2 separate regions of the Callithrix jacchus genome follow, and region 1 is linked to region 2. The links are chromatin contacts, called in public Hi-C maps. All regions are on one chromosome and are shown on one strand. Each heading gives the region's core, a stretch centred on a gene start, on an enhancer-like site or on the middle of the called end of the contact. The rest is flanking DNA. Distances are from core to core; before and after follow the strand shown.

Region 1 (2,700 bases), core at 135-2,634, 46 kb after region 2:
TTGAGACCACTCTGGCCAACAAGGTGAAATCCCGTCTCTACTAAAATACAAAAATTAGCTGGGCATGGTGGCGCACGCCTGTAATCACAGCTACTCAGGAGGCTGAGGCAGGAAAATCACTTGCACCCGGGAGGTGGAGGTTTCAGTGAGCCAAGATTGCGCCATCGCACTGCAGCTTGGCAACAGAGTCTCAAAAAAAAAAAAAAAAAGGAAAGAAAGAAAGAAAAAGAAAAGAAGATATCGAATTGATGCCATTAGCTTCTACTTTAAAAAACTAATTAAAGATATAAAGAAAATATCTACAAATAACATCATACTTAATGCTGAAAAATAATGTTCCTCTCTGGATCAGTAATAGACAATGATGTCTGCTCTTACCACTTCTAATCGACATTTTATTAGAGGTTCTAGCTAGCTAGCACAGTAAGGCAAGAAAAAGAAGTAGGCCGGGCGCGGTGGCTCACGCCTGTAATCCTAGCACTTTGGAGGCTGAGGTGGGTGGATCACCTGAGGTCAAGAGTTCAAGACCAGCCTGGCCATCATGGTGAAACCCCATCTTTAAAAAGAAAGAAAGAAAGAAAAAGAAGTAAAAGGCATCAAGATGGAAAAGAATGAAGTAAAACTCGAATTAATTTTTTCTTTTTTTTGAGAAGGCGTCTTGCTCTGTCACCAGGCTGGAGTACAGCAGCACAGTCTCGGCTCACTGCAACCTCCGCCTCCCAGTTCAAGTGATTCTTCCATCTCAGCCTCCCGAGTAGCTGGGAATACAGGCGCGCATCACCATGCCCGGCTAATTTTTGTATTTTTAGTAGAGACAGAGTTTCACCATGTTGGCCAGGATGGTCTTGATCTCTTAACCTTGTGATCCGCCAGCCTCAGCCTCCCAAAGTGCTGGGATTACAGGCGTGAGCCATTGCACCTGGCCTGAAACTTTTTAAAGTTTATACATCTGCAGGAAATCTTAATTCCAGGACTGCTTTCACTTCCTTGCCGCAGGACCTGGAGCCAGGGCTGGCTATCTCAGGGCCTCTGGCTCCCCCTGGCAGAAACTATGTGCTGCCAGCCTGGACTTGGAGAGGCTGAAGGGATGAAGGTCCTGCCTCACTTTCAGCCCTCCCTACAGGGCCCCAGCTTGCACCTCATGCACCAGCTCCATAGGGGGCAGTGTGTGCCCCTGGAAGGACTCCCAGGGTCTCGTACTTGTGACTCAGGAGAGATCATTCCCCGCAGATCATTCATCTGCCACCTTTAAGAGATGCCACTTTAAGGAGAGAGACGAAGGAGGCCCATCTGCCTTCCCTGCCAGCTCCTGCTCATTGCTGGAGGCTGCCTCCCAAGTTCTGGGACCCCTCTCTGGACAGTGGTAAGAGTACCAGGCACAGAGCATGTCTGCCACACAGCAGTGGCCACTGGTGCACCGACCACACTCCCAGCTCCAGGACTATGGGAAGACCTTTTTGGGGTATGGATATCCCCTCCCTGTTGCAAAGAGGAGCTCTTCCATGGCCCCCACCTGAGGGGCACAGGAAGTCCACGGCCTGGATTCTTCCTGTTTCCTGGGGCTGGCCCAGGACTTTTAGCCTGGCCTTTATTAAGGTATGGGCCAGATGCTGGCCCTGGGGGCCTCTCAGCTTCCTCACAGGGAGTTAAGCACACCTATAAATAGCTGTGACGCATCATGGACTGTGCAAGATGCTGCAGCTGAGGTACCCGGTGCGTTGAGAACCTGCGTCAGGGAGAGTCATGTGCATGGGTGGCTTCAGAGACAGGGTGGGGCCTTAATTAGGCCCGGAAGGATGAGCCGGGGAATAAGTGCACCTCTGTGGATGCTCAGTCTCACCTTTGTCAGGGTTCTGCCATTTAGAAATGATCAGCCCACCCCAAGACCACGTCCTCCCTGGAACGTCCTGTCCAACTTATTCCCCAGCTCATCCTTCCGGGCCTAATTAAGGCCCCACCCTGTCTCTGAAGCCACCCATGCACATGACTCTCCCTGACGCAGGTTCTCAACGCACCGGGTACCTCAGCAGCAGCATCTTTCACAGCCCATGATGCGTCACAGCTATTTATAGGTGTGCTTAACTCCCTGTGAGGAAGCACTTCAACTTAACGCCCAAACACAAGTTCCAGAAATATGCTTATAAAGATAAAGACAGAGAAAAGGTCTGGAAAAATACACAGTGTTGTTGCGTCAGGCAGAGTCTGCGCGTGTGCGCGTGCGTGTGTGTGTGCATGTGCGTGCGTGTGCACGTTCACTTTTTCCCTCATCACATTGTTTATAAAATTTATCAATACTACAAAGTTGTAAACAAGGTTATTTAAAAACAACAAATTAGCTGGGCGAGGTGGCTCATGCCTGTAATCCAAGGATTTTGGGAGGCCGAAGCAGTCTGATCCCTTTTCCTTTTTTTTTTTTTTGAGACGGAGCCTTGCTGTCTCCCAGGCTGGAGTGCAGTGGTGTGATCTCAGCTCATACTTGGGTATTATTAAAAACATAATAATAAGTCACAGGATGGAGCCAGGAAGCCTGAGGCAGGTGAACCTATGAGGCAAATGTCACGTGCAATAAAGTATAATTGCCTCTGGCAGCCGAGACCAGTTGGACATCTTGGTGAGACAGTCTCCAAATGTATCACAGGATATAATTTCCAAAGTCATAAACATGACTGTCTTTAACACGTGTACCAGAGGTTACTTTAG
Region 2 (2,700 bases), core at 147-2,646:
CTGTGGCTGCGGGGGCTGCTGGTGGCCCTGGAGAAGAGAGCAGGCTTTGCAAACCTAGGGGTGGAGATGGTGGGATGTCAGCCCCTGGGCTCCCTGCTCAGAGGAGCTGGCGCCAGGATTCCCAGTGGGTGGCTCGGGGAGGCGGCCAGAAAGGCTGGCACAGGGGAAAGTGTGGGGCCTAGGAAAGCTGGGTCTGCTTATTTGGCTAAAAGGGGTGTGGGGAGGGTCGGAGGAGATGTAGGGGCCACTGGAGGCGCAGGGCAGCCCGGGGAGGCAGGGCTGTGGGGCCCAGCCACGCATTCCACAGGCCTTCCCTCTAGAGGAGCAGGAGTGAGGACACAGGCACTCCGCATTGCAGGGAGGGAACAGGAAGGTCTAGTGAGAGCTGCGACAGTCAGGATGGGGCTACAGAAGACAGGGGTGGCAGTGAGCTAGTGAAGGCACAGGAGGAGGCAAGGAGGGCAGGGTGTTCTGGGGTGCCAGCTCAGACAAGGCTCCAAGGAGTGGGTGGTGCTCAGGAGGACTGGGCACTCAGGGCCTGGGATAAGGGGCAGATGCACAGGTGCTCTAGCATGGCAAGGAACAGGGGTAGTCCCAGGAGATCCAGATGCAGGGGGCTGACACTGGCAAAGTTCTTTCCTGGAAAGCACAACCCGAGGCCGGAAGCTTGGCCCTGGGCAGAGGAAGCCCCCCTTGGATCTGCCTCGGCGGTGGTGAGGAAAGGGCACCCACATGCCTGAGATGATGGGGGTCACATGCAAGAGTGAGAAGCCTCTGAGGGTCCCTCCCCTGCCTGTCTTCAAGCAGGCCGTGGGCCAGTCCACATTAGGTCAAATTGTTAAAAACAGCCAGAGGGCTCAGTATGTGTGGGGGATAGGAGGGGGGCCCAGGACAGCTGGGAAGGAGGAAGGGCTGTGGGACTGGGGTTGGGACAGTCGGCTCCTGTCGGTGCAACAGCCTGGGGCATGCTCACTCCCCTCGGCTTTATAAACCAGGGCTGGGGGAGCCTGCCTCCCTCTGATGCCCTCTCCCTCAAATCCCTCTGTCAACCAACGTGTGGCTGAGAGTGCACCCCAGTTCCCTTGCCCCTCCAGGCAGTCCCACTCCACTGAGAGCAGCTGCTGCCCTGCCCTCTCCTGTCTCCTGACCTGGGCACCCACAGAGCTGCATCTGTTATCACATTTGTGGGGCTGAAGCTGAGCTGGGAACGCCCTTCCTCAGTCAGTCCACAAATATTTACCCAGAGCTCACAGTGCTCAGTGACCTTTACAAAACAGCAACTACAGAGTCACGTGCCAGGGCACAGTGATCCCGGGCAAAACAGACGGAAACCCCTCCCTCCAGGAGATCAAGTTAGGGGGCGCTTTATAGCGTGGTCAGGCTGGCTGAGTGGTCACCTTGGGGCAGAGGCCTGAAGGAGCAGGGGCAGTGGACTGGGAAGCAACTGGGTGAAGAGTGTTCCAGGCAAAACAACATGTCCAAAACTACACTGTCAGAATCAAGAGATGTTAGGGCCAAGAAGGGCCTCAAAATGGAGAAGCAAGGCTGGGGGCGATGGAGGGCCTGCCGGGGTCACAAGAGAGGTGGGGGCAGAACAGGCTCCAGCCTTGCAGGAAGAAGCTGCTTAGAGTCGGGAGGGGGGCACAGCTTGTTTCCTGCTTTGGCTGTAAGGCGTGAAAGGCAGGCGGGCTCCAGGCCAGCAAGCAGTGACTGTGCAGTTTCCAGACGCAGGCCCTGAGCTGAGGGGCCTCAGGGCTGAGAGCAAAAGGGCCTAGGCCTGGGATGTCTGGTGAGCAGAGAGCCCAAAATGACCCTGGAGGCCACAGCTCCAGAACCAGACTATGGAGGATGGAGGGCACACGCCCAACACATTCCCAAGTGGTAGTAGCAATGCTGTCATTGCCCTGCCTTGGTGTAAGCCTGAAGCACCACCCTTTCTCACCCGGTTCCTGCTCCCTCTTTCTAGGGGCTCCTTTGGGAAATCCCAGGTCCTTCCTGGGACTGGTCTGTCTATATATAGTTTGGAAACCACAGTGCTGACCTGACTTTAGAACAAGATTGAGGGGGCCAGGCACCCAGAAGACCAGTGACCCTGATTGGCGATAGCCATAAGAAAGGGCTTGGAGACAGGCCGGTCCCGGTGGCTACCCCTGCAATCCCAGCACTTTGGGAAGTCAAGGCAGGCAGATCACTTGAGGCCAGGAGTTTGAGACCAGCCTAGTCAACATGGTGAAACCCCATCTCTACTAAAAAAAAAAAAAAAAAGCCGGGTACGGTGGCTCAGATCTGTAATCCCAGCACTTTGGGAGGCTGAGGTGGGCAGGTCACAAGGTCAAGAGATCAAAACCATACTGGCCAACATGGTGAAACCCTGTCTCTACTAAAAATACAAGAATTAGCCAGGCATGGTGGCTTGTGCCTCTAATCCCAGCTACTCTGGAGGCTGAGGCAGGAGAATCACTTGAGCCAGGGAGTCAGAGATTGCAGTGAGCCAAGATCTCACCACTGCCCTCCTGTCTGGTGACAGAGCGAGACTCCATCTCAAAAAATGAGTAAAAAAACACACTTAGCCGGGTGTGATGGTGTAGCCTGTAGTCCCAGCTACTTGGGAGGGCCTGAACCCGGGAGGCTGAGGTTGCAGTGAGCCGAGATCTCACCACTGCACTCCAGCCTGAGCAACAGAGTGAGACTCCATCAAAA

What was found. Hi-C and Micro-C count contacts between places; a contact is called where the count stands out from the background.
Region 1: a Hi-C map of skeletal muscle shows a contact between it and region 2, with 6 times the contacts expected there. The contact joins two enhancer-like sites. A contact is called at or near these places in 2 of 3 Hi-C or Micro-C datasets (induced pluripotent stem cells and skeletal muscle).

What each region holds. Positions count from the first base shown.
Region 1 is chr10:122,544,922-122,547,621 of calJac240_pri, forward strand. It overlaps LOC144578179 (a long non-coding RNA gene), which reads right to left. Exons shown (of 3, transcript XR_013523480.1): 3 at 1,722-2,700. Among named protein-coding and RNA genes, the nearest start is that of SCYL1, 63 kb to the right of the region's middle. Within about 2 kb of position 1,385, at least 15 of the 16 cell types and tissues checked have an H3K27ac peak or open chromatin away from gene starts, as enhancers often do. A contact at or near this core is called in skeletal muscle, where this site is marked.
Region 2 is chr10:122,498,930-122,501,629 of calJac240_pri, forward strand. No RefSeq gene overlaps it. Among named protein-coding and RNA genes, the nearest start is that of FRMD8, 33 kb to the left of the region's middle. Within about 2 kb of position 1,397, at least 11 of the 16 cell types and tissues checked have an H3K27ac peak or open chromatin away from gene starts, as enhancers often do. A contact at or near this core is called in skeletal muscle, where this site is marked.